Linked DNA regions of Mus musculus: region 1 is linked to region 2. The links are chromatin contacts, called in public HiChIP or PLAC-seq maps. All regions are on one chromosome and are shown on one strand. The core of a region is the stretch at or near the end of the contact, and the rest is flanking DNA. Distances in the headings are between cores, read along the strand shown. Region 1 overlaps 4930521O17Rik (RIKEN cDNA 4930521O17 gene). Region 2 overlaps Reep3 (receptor accessory protein 3).

Evidence for each region. HiChIP or PLAC-seq counts read pairs in DNA pulled down with a chosen protein or histone mark.
Region 1: an H3K27ac HiChIP or PLAC-seq map of large pre-B cells shows a contact between it and region 2, with 4 times the contacts expected there. The contact joins two enhancer-like sites. A contact is called at or near these places in 1 of 39 promoter capture datasets (pre-B cells) and 1 of 115 datasets of contacts at active chromatin or transcription factors (large pre-B cells).

What each region holds. Positions count from the first base shown.
Region 1 is chr10:67,962,521-67,968,570 of GRCm38.p6, forward strand. It overlaps 4930521O17Rik (RIKEN cDNA 4930521O17 gene), which reads right to left. Exons shown (of 3, transcript NR_152797.1): 3 at 1-236. Among named protein-coding and RNA genes, the nearest start is that of 4930521O17Rik, 8.2 kb to the right of the region's middle. Within about 2 kb of position 3,706, at least 66 of the 459 cell types and tissues checked have an H3K27ac peak or open chromatin away from gene starts, as enhancers often do.
Region 2 is chr10:67,070,279-67,076,666 of GRCm38.p6, forward strand. All of the region lies in intron 1 of Reep3 (receptor accessory protein 3), which reads right to left. Among named protein-coding and RNA genes, the nearest start is that of Reep3, 24 kb to the right of the region's middle. Within about 2 kb of position 1,828, at least 51 of the 459 cell types and tissues checked have an H3K27ac peak or open chromatin away from gene starts, as enhancers often do.

The DNA of each region.
Region 1 (6,050 bases), core at 2,456-4,955, 890 kb after region 2:
TGAGGTAGGGGTTGAAAGGCTTTTTATTATACTTTACATCTGAAAAATTAAAGTCTTGTAATCGAGCACATGAAAGGCTGTCTAGTTATTCTTCCAACAATGCCCCTTTCTATTCAAAGCTGAAGATGAATTCAACCGCGCTGAGTCTGCCTGGGCTTTGAAGAAACAGATGCGACTATTGTTCAAGATCTGCCTTGAAAGTGAAAGCTTTGCTCGGCTCCCGAAAATTGTTGCCACTGTCAGGAAGGGGAAAAAAAAATATTGTGTCAGCGGACGAGTGAATACATTCATTCTATGATAGGAGATGCTGAACCATACCATAGTCACAGACAGCATCTCCTATGCGTATCCTGACCTGCGATATCCAGCTGATCAAAGAATGCCATCTAAACTCACAGGTATGCAAGACAGAAGTCAAGCAATATAGCAGATGCTACACAAGCAACATCCTTCCCTTCTCTCTCGTTTCTTCTTATTTAACTCTCTGTGACCTCCAACAACAGCTGGAAAGAGATACCACAGTAAAGCTCACCCCCACCCCACCCCACCCCCATTACCCATATACCTGAGAGGACAGAAGGCAATGGTCTTAGGGAGGTGAAGCACACCGGGGAAGCCACTACCTAACAATCCATGCCCACTAGTTGATCTGCCATCCAAAGGGTCACATCCAGAACACATCCTGAGATGTTCCCTTGAGATATAGTGATGCCATTTGAAGATACCACATCACTACTTCCAATAGATAACAAAGCTACCAATTTATCATATTTATAAAGATCATTAGGATAAAATAATGTGTCCCAGGAGCATACAAATACACATACACACACACTAAATGTGGAAAAAAAATCCTTTCAAAAATTTACCTTGAACCAAGAATCCTGTTAAACAAAGGCCAACCAAGCTCACTTCAACAAAGATACTGGACTTTGGGGAAGAAAATCTTTTATCAAAGAGATCTCTTGATCTTTTTCTTATAATGTTTATTTAGCATTTGGGGGGTATGGCACATTTGTAGACGCATGTTTGTCTCGGCACTTTCAAATGTGTATCAGGGTTATGATTATCATGGAAGGTCACCATTAGGAAGTGTCCCGCAGAGCTTGCTGGTGGTGAGGGAGCTCTGGCAATTTCCACAACAGCAAATGAGACTCTAATACTGAGATATTGTTGGCACATGAAGCAATAAAAGGCCATATCTGATGACCATGTTCTCCAGCTTGCAGAAACATCCATTCCAAAGGTCAGAATCAGGACTACAGGTGACGAAAAGTCCCATGCTGATATTAGATGCTCTTTCGCTTTTGGGATACTTATTTCGACTGGAAATTTTCTTTTGGTGAATGTTATAAGAAACAAGTGGTCACCTTCCTGTATGTAGAGAGAGCTTGAAGAAATGAAATTGCCATGTATGAGATGGAGTAAATTGGTAGGAAGGAATTAGAAAAGTGAGCTGCTGAGAGACAAGTTTTCATTTAGCGGTATAACATCGCTTCAACTGCTAACGGAGCCATAACTGCAGAGTGAAGCTTACTCACAGCTCAGTCAGTAGCTCCAAGAGGAGATAAAGCTATGTTTTTCCTACTCTCAGTTGTGTGTTCTGAGCCCCCAACCCTATTCCCTCCCGTGGTGGATGAGCGAGCGAATCCAGCTTTCTGGGTATCGAAGTGGCAAGAACCATTTTGCAATTCAAAAGATTCGGATCCCTTTGAGGCAGTGATTTTGAAAGTGTGGCTCTCTTTTTAAGTCCATTGACCATCGCGACAATAGGCATTAGGCATGACTAGCTGCTGAGTGCATCTGTCACACTGACCCACTAAGAAGGGGAAATTTGTGCTGGTGGAAGGGATTTTGCAACCTGGAAAATTCTTTTTATCTTTCTGTTTAAAACAATACTAATTATTCTATCACGGTGTTTAATATGTAATATTAAACTGTACTGCTATATAAAAAAAGTACAACTTTAAGAAATTTAAAAATAAATACAGACTCTAAGTTTGAGAGAAAATTACTTAATAGTCATTTGAACACAACTGGCCAGTGAAGTTTATATAGAGCTCAAACCATATTTTGAATCTTTTACACTTCTGAATGCGAACTAGGAAGGACGGAGATGGGTGATCTATTCCACGTGTTTAATAACAGGGGGTGCACTGGGTCTGGTGTGTAATTACTCATCACCCACTGTTAGCCTTACTGTGGTACCTATCAACACAGCAAGTACTTCCTACCATTACTATGGGGCCCTGCCGGACCTGTTTGGACATTCATACCACAGCAAATGCAAAGCCCAAACCAACAGTGTCACAAGGCCCAGTGTTCCCTCTCGCTGACAGCTGAAGTAATGGGTTTATGTTCTTTGTCACCAACGCAGAGCCTGCTAACCAGCCTCCCCCATTCTTAAACAAGGTGGTGGCACATTCTCCCAATTTTATATTTACCAGAAAGTACCAGGAAAGGCACCTTTCAGCTTTGCTCTTCTGCTTTGCTCTTTCCAATGAGAAGGTCCCACTGATAGACTGGCTTAAAAAGGCACATGGAGCTGGAAAACAAAGTGCTGTACCAAGATTGTAGCAACTGTGGTCAGAAGCCAGCTCAGTGTTCACTTTGCAGTCGCAATAAAAGCTAATCCTTTTCAACCTTAAAACAAACTTATTTTTCTAAAATCGCCTTCGGTTTTTTTTTTATTTTAATCGGTCAAACGGTTGACTTGTAATAGAAATTCAAAAGCTTTAGGCATCTTCGGAAGAGAGGGGACAGGTGGTCATTGAGATGTTTTGGATGGTAACAGCTCCACTTCATGTGGAGGTTTTCAAGCTTTTCATTCTGCAGTTATCTCACTTAGATCTCCAGTTTGTGTAGCTTCTCTGGTGTTTTCTTCTTGAGGCTGGCTCTAAAACAAAGAGTACATCAGCTCTGTGTTTCAAGTGGCACTCTAGACAAGTATTTGCGCAGGCTTTACATTTCTCAAACACCTGCACCTAGACGGGGCACCCCCAACAAGTCTGGGGAGCAGAAGGGAGAACTCTTAGTTCTACTTTATACATTAATTACCTGGAGCTCAGAGGTGTGAAATGACCCATCAAATGGATATTAGATAGCTGGGCTAACACCATACTGAAACCCTCTCTCCTCCATTGGTTACTTCTGACTATTAGTTTCCATTGTTAATTTGACACAACTAGAGTCCCATGGGAAGTGAGTCTGGGGATTGTGTAGATCAGGATAGCCTGTGGGCATGTCTGGGGGTGTGTGAGGGGGAGGGTGTCTGTCTTGATTACTTCATTGATGCAGGAAGGCTCTGCCTAAAAGTGGAGGGCACCATTCCCCAGTCTTGGGTCCTGAATTATTTAAGTGAAGACGCAAGCTGAGCAGTAAGTACCCATGCATTTGTTTCTCTGCTCTTCCCCTGGGATGTGACTTGGCTAGCTGCCTTGGATGCTAAAATGAACCCTTTCTCCTGTAAGTTGCTTTTTGTCAAAGTATTTGCTCACAGAAACAAACCTCGCATCCCCTGAGATGAAGCAGGTCATGTTGTAACATTAAAAGCCCTCAGACCCAGGAGCTCAAAACAAAGAATGTGTCCCCATATGTGCAGCTCAAGATAACTCTTGAGTTCTCCCATTCTGAAACCTGGGATAGCACACTGATTCACATTCTGGACACTTGCCTGTCATTGGGACAAAGACAAAGGAAAACTGCAACAAAGAGTTACACAGCCCTCCCTGCTCTTCCAGCTGTTTCCTCGGCCTCTTCTGTGCACGGTTCATCAGCAAAAATCTCACGGGACATCTGCGTCCAAAAAGGGAACCCTCTGAGGAAGCAGAACAAACTGGAATCCTTTTTAAATGTTGCTACTTATAAAACAGACAGGAAATGCTCACTGTACTCTAGCTCCTATGGGCTGTTGCAAACTGCAGGAGCAAACCCGGTTCTGTGGAGGGAGAATCGGAAGCTCACATTCAGGATCTTGAGTGACATGCCGTAGCTCCTACCTTGTAAGGATTTGTGCTTCCTGTCTACATGTGTTCTGAACTCAAAACCTATGAGCTAAGCAAGAAAAACCATCTGCCCACGAGTCCAGTACGCAATGGAGATGTGTTTATGGATCAGCTTAGGCTCTGTTCCCTTCTAGAAAGGAGAAATCTGGGCTGGAGCTGTGAACTCTCATAGAGTAAATGTTTCAGAGGTCTTCTGTCCCCAGTGGGGAGAGGAATTTTCCTTGAAAGGGGACTCTGTAGTCCATCATTCTTCATAATTCTCAATTCTACCATCTGGAAAAGGCTTCCTTTCTGTTTTGCCCCAAATGGATATGTGTTCTTCTGTGTGTGTGTGTGTATGTGTGTGTGTGTGTGTGTGTGTGTGTGTGTGAGAGAGAGAGAGAGAGAGAGAGTGTGTATGTGTGTGTGTGTGTGTGTATGAAAAAGGGAGAGAGACAGTGTTTGTGTGAGTGTGTGTGTGTGTGTATGAAAAAGGGAGAGAGACAGTGTTTGTGCGAGTGTGTGTGTGTGTGAGTGTGTGTGTGTGTGTGTGTGTGTGTGTATGAAAAAGGGAGAGAGACAGTGTTTGTGTGAGTGTGTGTGTGTGTGTGTGTGTGTGTGTGTGTATTTTGACATGAGCACAGAATGTTAAGAATTCAAGACCAATCAGCCACTTGACATGGTTGCCGGGAACAGGACTCTAATTCTCTGCAAGAACAGCACATACTCTTAACACTAAACTGTCTCTCCTGGCCACATGCTTGACATTTTTATATCAAGCTAAACATCTTAGCCAACTGTCCACTGGCACAGAGAGCCTTGTGGCTTCCAGTAAAAGTGTATCAGAACACACAATCAATAGTCAACATACAAACAAACAAACAAAAACAAAGGAACAATCATCGTACGTAAATGCCAGTGGAAGTAACGTCAGATTAACGTCCTTAATAACTACAGATACCAGGATGACAGGCACAGAACATTCATGAAGAGATTTACATAAATAAAATATATATTTATTTAATGTATTTATTATATTATTATACATTATATAATAAATAATACAATATATAAACTAAAAATACTATATACATACATATAAAGTCAGAAATTAGTCATCAAAATGACTTAGCGATTTCAAAATGGTTAGTGAAGGCTGGGTGTGGTGGTACAAGCCTGAAATCCCAATACTCAGGAGTTTGAGGCAGGACGATGGAGAGTTCCAAGCCAGCCTGGGCTACATTAACAAGAGCGTTCTCACCGCTCTCCTAAAAACTATCTAGGAAGGTTTTAAGAAGCAACAAAAATTATTTTGCTATACATATATAGTTCAACTTCTGATATAAACTCAATAGTTTTAAGAGGGAATTAGACCCAGATAAAGATAAGTTTAAGCCTTTTTGGAAAACCTGAACACTTTATAAAAACATATCTTCAACGTGTGTGTGTGTGTGTGTGTGTGTGTGTGTGTGTGTGTGTGTGTGTGTGTGTGTTGGGGCCAGCAAGAAACCTCAGCAAGAAAAGATGTTGCTCTGGAAACCCAATGGCTTGAGATCTATCCCCAGAAACCATTTCTTTAAATATTGGTTTGCACTGGGACACACTTGTCATCCCAGCACTCCCGCAGTGAGATAGAAGGCAGAAATGAGAATTACCCAGGAACTCTCTGGTCAGCTAGCCTGGAGAGCCAAGCACAGCAAAGACAAGAGAAATCTTCCATCTAAAACAAGCTGGAGGCAAAGAACTCCTGAAAAGCTGTCCTGTCTTTCTCACAAGGACACTGAGATACACACTCACCTGCACACACATACACAGTAATAATAATAAAAATATTAATAAAATGAAATGAAATGAAAAAGAAATATTCACTAACCTAAATGTATAATTTCCCTCTAAATTCAGTCCACTTCTAAGATAAATTCCAATGAGTTTCTTTTTTATCAAATTCATGTGTGTGTGGCGGGGACAGTGGGGAGGACATGTTTGCTTCAGCAGAGGTCTGAGAACACCCTATGGGTGTCAGCTCTCTGCTTCCATCATGTGGGTCCCCTGGGTCAAACTCCAGCC
Region 2 (6,388 bases), core at 578-3,077:
AACATACATTTAAGAATTCTATTCGCGCCGGGCGTGGTGGTGCACGCCTTTAATCCCAGCACTCGGGAGGCAGAGGCAGGCGGATTTCTGAGTTTGAGGCCAGCCTGGTCTACAAAGTGAGTTCCAGGACAGCCAGGGCTATACAGAGAAACCCTATCTTGAAAAATCAAAAAAAAAAAAAAAAAAAAAAAAAAAAAAAAAAGAATTCTATTCATTATCACTATACTATACAACAGTAGCATTCTGATTTTTTGCAGACTATTTTTCTCTCCCAGAGAAAATCTTTTTGTAGAGCCTCCTCCATCTGGACTCACCTCCAGCAGCTTCTGAAGACGCACTGATCTGGGAAAGAGAGACCCTTAGAAGCAGAGGTAGAGCATCTACATTCTGCATTGCCAACAGCGATGCGCGACAATGTAGCGCTCACTCTGGGCTACTGTCCTCTCAGCTGATGATGTGCGACAATGTAGCGCTCACTCTGGGCTACTGTCCTCTCAGCTGATGATGCGCGACAATGTAGCGCTCACTCTGGGCTACTGTCCTTCCAGCTGATGTCCTGCTCACTCTCATTTTGGATTAAAACTGATTCTGAAGAAACAATAGGCTGTCAGCATGGCAAGATGGGTTCAGTCCTAACTGGACTTATTATTAACTTCTTCTGAGAGGGTGTCATTTAACCAACGCTGTCTTTAACTTGTGACCGTCCTAATCAGCTTTCCTAGTGCTGGAGTCACAAATGTGTGATATTACCCCTGGCTCTAACGAGATGTAAACATTTCCTTTTGAGATTTTTTTTTTATTTTAAAAAAAATGTGTATGCCCAGGTGTATGTTATACATCATGTATATGCAGTGTTCTCATAGGTTAGAAGAAGGATCCCCTGGGAGGGTTGTAAGCTGTCATATTCTGATCAGACTTTTAAAGTAGCAAGTTGTTTTGACTCTTGCTTCTTGACTTACACAAGCTTAAGTGATTGTGACAAAGTGAGCTACACCCGTAAACTGAAACATCAGCTTGAAAACCTTTAGGCACCCCTGAAATTCACTCCAGGACAACCCCAAACTTATGGTCCTCCAGCTTGCCGAACCTCCATCTCCCAAGTGTAAGAATTACAGGTATCTGCTACCATGTGCAAATTTATATGGTGCTGAGGCTGGATCATGGCTTTGTGCATACGAGGCAAACCCTCTACCAACTGAGCTATGGTCTCAGCTCACAACTTATACATCTTTGAAAACAAAGATGCTTTCCTATAAACAATGATTAGCAGCCAAATCAAGGTCAAGTGGAACACAATACACTTGTTACAGTCCAGCGATGGAACCCTGGTGAGTCACTGTACCATTGTTTATGTGGCTAGTGAATGCATCACACACACACACACACACACACACACACACACACCCCAGTCAAAGCAATGTGCGACTTCTGTCTTTACAGAGATTTGTTGCTGCTTAACTACAATTAAGGGGCTATAGCCTAAAAGAAAAACAGCAACGGGGAGAAGTTGGGTTCATGCAGAAGAGACTCCCCCTGAATACTACGTAGTTCTAGAACGGAAGGTCCACATTTAAAACTGTTAAGGACAGAAAGAGACAGTACCATTCCTTGGGGAAACTTTGTACACATTATCAAGAGCTAAGAAGCTTGGAATTTTCATGTTGTCAGAGCTAAACTTAATTTTACACCACAGGGCCTCAGATTTCTACTCTAAAAGGAAACAGAAAGCTAAAGGGAAAAAGAAAAGACCACACAGCACATCAGACTCCTCCTTCCTCTTTCCAGTCTCCCTCCTCTGGCCACGCCCTCTCTCCTACCGCAAGACCCTACTGCATGGTAACCTCTAGCTCATGGAAAATGCTTGCAAGAATGCCGAGGTGCTCAGGGATGTAGCTTAGTGGGTAGAGAGCTTGTTTAGCATGCACGAAGCCTTGAGTTTAATCTCCAGCACAGCATCCACAGGGGTAGAGGGTTAGTGGTACATGCCCACAGACCGAGGACCAGGAGATGGACTGTCAGACGTTCAAGGTCATGCTTAGCTATTTAATAAGTTCTAGGCCAGCCTGGGCTACCTCCATAAGACCTCATCTCAATGGGGCAAAAATGTAGGTGATGTAAAGGTTACTGTGATAGTTCTACAAACCACACAAACAATCCTCAGAGAGGTTGAAGAGTTTAGGATTGATTGATTGATTGATTGACTGATTGATCCAGGGAGGATTGGTTGACCCCGACACAGAACACAGGGCTTCTTACTTTTATGACCTTTGCTCTCCTATACCCGAAACAAAACCCAGAGAAAAGTCTGTATGATTTCACACACTGCATAGCTCACACTTCCCATGTTAGCAGATGAAGGCAACATATGGATCTAAGCCATCACAGTTGTAACCTGGTAAAAGAAAATTGTCCTAAAGAGACCTGAACCCAGCGGTGCACTCAATCTGCCGGGGCCCATCCTTAGCTTTGAGTATTATTCGCTCCATTCCCAGATTCCCACCAAATTGGTTAGGTGGCAAAGACTTGAAGAGGTCACAGATTCCTCCTCCTCTGACCAACTCCTGACTCTTGAGTGAGTGTTTGCTCGGGAACCTCAGGCTTTATTTAGCTTCTTAAGCACAGGATCTGTAAAACCACACTTACCATTAGCCTCCCTGACTGAAAGAGCATTTAAGAGTTGAGTTGTAATCTAAGGTTTAAAAACAAAAAACACCAAACCAGATCTGGTAGAAGGAAAAAAAAAAAAAGAAAAAAAAAAAGACCATACAAACCAGTTTTGAAATTTTGAGAAAATTTCCTTTCCTAAAATATACCCGATTACGCCAATGAAGCAGAGCCTGGTAAGGCAAGCCATATGCAGGGATTCGTGGTAAGGCAAGCCATATGCAGGGATTCGTGGTCTGCTGTTCATTACTTCCAACTTCCCAAAATGAAGTCAGGTCTAAGTCTTCTGCCAACGCCACCCATAAGACACTCATTCCCACCGCACCTCCTAAGCTTCAGTCCCCTCCTGTCACCCCAGAAATCTCTGCAGGAGTCTGACAAACCGAAGTGAACTTAGCAGTTTGTTTTCGAAGCATCTGTTGTTCTTATCATCATCACCACCACCACCAACCTGTACCCTCCTCCTCCTCTTCCTCCTCCTCCTCCTCCTCTTCCTCCTCCTCCTCTGCTTTTCAAGACAGGGTCTCTGTGTAGCTCTGGCCATCCTGGAACTCATTCAGACATCTACCTGCCTCTGCCTCCCAAGTGCTGGGATTAAAGGCGTGCGCTACCACCGATCGGTCAAAACATTTTTAAATTCTCCTTTAGACAAAACCGATCACCGATGGCAAGGTGCATGCCAGACTCTACTATACCCTCCCTCGCCTATGACCGCATCTGTGCATAATTCTTAATTTTTTGACTTGTGGTGCTGGGGAAACTGCCGGGGGCTTTCAGAGACGGGTTCTCTGCTCATTATTCTTACAGGGTCTCTGGTTTCTCTACTTTTTTTTTTTTTTTTTTTTTTTTTACTATTTTGAAGATGGAGTCTTGCTACATAGTTCAGGCTAGCCTCAAGATCACGCTTGGCCAGACTGAACCTCCCAAATGCTTAGGGTGGCAGGCAAGCATCCATTTACAGGATCTGGAAGCCTAAGCGTTATTATTTTTGTGTTTCTTAAACCACTTCCTTAGTTTCTTTCACTCAGATCCTCAGAGTGTCTACAATATCACCGAGGCAGTAAATTTCCCCACGCCACTCCCTATGGCTAGAACAATCTCTCTTCATGATGACAGCCACACTCCTCTCAAACTTACATTAATGGGGTTGAAAGGCTTGTTAGCCTCTTTCTGTGGGACAGACAATAGCATACATTATGGTATCAAAACATATCAAGAACATAGTGATCAGACACCATAAAGGCATTTAAAACCGCTCTTGACATTTTCTTGAGCCAACTACCCGGCAGAGGGACATCTATGCATCTCCTCTAGTCCAAGCACACCAGGGAGGTGGGAGCATTCTTTTCTATCTTGGACAACTGAGCAGACGAAGAAATAAACAGGTCACAAGAACTCTTGCACTACCTAATTTGACCCTGAGTTCAGTCACTGGAGAAGCCAGCCTGCTGGCTGGTTGGCACCAAGTCCTCTCCTCTTCGGAAGCATTGTTCATGAGTTTGGAAGGGAGATTTTGGACGACACCACACTATTGCCCCTCTGAGCAAAGGTGCAATCTTTCCCAATCTTGACTTGGTTGGGCATCCCCCATTCCTGAAAGAAGCCCCATGGAAATATAGACAATAAATAGTAAAGCCATGTCAAAGTTCTTCCTTAGGAGGCGCTCTCTACGTCAGTCTCCCAAGTATAAGATTTAGACATTGATTTTACTTAACTTCAATTTTTTTTTTTTTTTTTTTTTTGCTAGGGATGCTGGTACATGCTTTTAATCCCAGCACCTGGGAGGTAGATGTACGTTGACCTATGAGTTCAAGGCCAGTCTGGTCATATCGAGTTCCAGAACAGGGCTATAAAGAGAAACCCTGTCTCACAAAACAAAACGATCAGTTTTTATTAGTGTGTACATTTGCGTCCCTCTATCTGCCACCCCTAGAAGCCAGAAGTGGGTGTCATGGGACTTATAGGCTACTATGAACTATTGCTGTGCCCTCTGGAAGAACAGCAAATGCAGGTGTGAGGACCAAGTCTAAACGTCTAGCTCCCATGTTAAAAAAACAAAAACGAAAAACCCCAAAAAGCCGGGCACAGCGTTGGTGCCTATCATCCTAGCAGTAGCCCTCCAAGACAAGCAGGCAGATACCCAGACACCCCACCCTGTCAGTCTTGTCAAAATGGCAAACTTCCAGTTCAGAGAGACCCCCCTACCTCAAGGCAATAAAGCAGAGACATATAAAGGAAAGTTCTAGAAGTCCTGCTCTGGGGTCCACATACTCACACAAGCTTGCTCACACCCATAAGCAAATACTTAAAAACAAAACAAAACAAAACAAAACAAAATATATTTATGAACCTAGGCTGGCCTTGAACTCCTGAATTCCTGCACCATCTCTTGAGTGCTGGGATCGCAGGCACATGTCACCTCATTCAGTTCTAAGTAGTGTTGGGAATTGAATCCAGGGCTTAGTCCGGTGCGAGGCAAGCACTTTGTCAGCTGAGCTCTACCACTGCACTGGAAGGTATGTATTTTGACTTTGTAGGAAATTACCATCACAATTTTAAACGAGTAATCTCTCTTCTTAACACTGGTCCTAAGGCCTTCGGTTGACCTTGGTGCCAGTGAGTATTTGGTTTCTGTTGTAATCATAGATTCCTCAGGGTTTGAATGGTGTTATCACTAGTACACTTAAGTATGTTATTAAAGATTTTTTTATTTATTAAAAAAACAAGTGCCAGGTGTGGTGGCGCACACCTTTAATCCCAGCACTCGGGAGGCAGAAGCAGGCGGATTTCTGAGTTCAGTTCGAGGCTAGCCTGGTCTACAAAGTGAGTTCCAGGACAGCCAGGGCTATACAGAGAAATCCTGTCTCGAAAAACCAAAAACCAACCAAACAGACAAACAAAAAACCAGGGCTGGGCTGCAGCTTAGTGGGCAGAGACCTTGTCTATCAAGCATGAGACCCGGGTTCTATCCCCAGCTCTACAGAAACAGAGTATGCCAGTGGATGCCTGGAATCCCAGCCCTCATAGCACGGGGAGGGAGATCCTGACTGTCAAGTCATCCTGGGCTACACAGTTGAGTCAGTAAGTCTAGAGCTAGCCTGGGCTACAGGAGACCCTGACTCAAAAAAACCCAGTCAGACCCTGTATTTTCTCTTGCTTGTTACTGGTGAGGGTCCCACCATGGACATAGCTCTGCTTTGGTTTTCTGGGTAGCTAGAGACGGGGCCTTCAAGCGGATCTCCGTGCTTACATTTCTCAGAAGCTTTGTTCTAAAAGAGAGAATCAAGACAGTGTCTAAGGCAGTCTCTCACTAGGCACTGTCGGGCTGGAGATGGCAGAGTGTACTTTCAGAACGTCCCACATCTGATGCACATGCATCCCAAAGACCAGTGCTTACCCATCAAGAGAGCGCTTAATGTCACTTCCATCTATGGCAAAACAATCAAAACAAAGCAAAAGAAAAGAAAAACCCAAACCCCAGCACGTTCACGTTCATGAATTTCTTTTCTTTAAATGCACAACCGGTTATTTTCCCAGACCAACTCTGAACCAACTTGAGTTCCATTTGATTGTAAAGATTTAACAGTTTAATTTAAGCTTTATCTCTTTCTCCAAATACATAAAAGAGGGCTGAAATATGGTTTGGCATTACATAATGTCGCCACCTCCTCCTGAAACAGAACGGAGCGCCTAGCAACAGCAGGGGGTCATCTCAGGAGAGCGC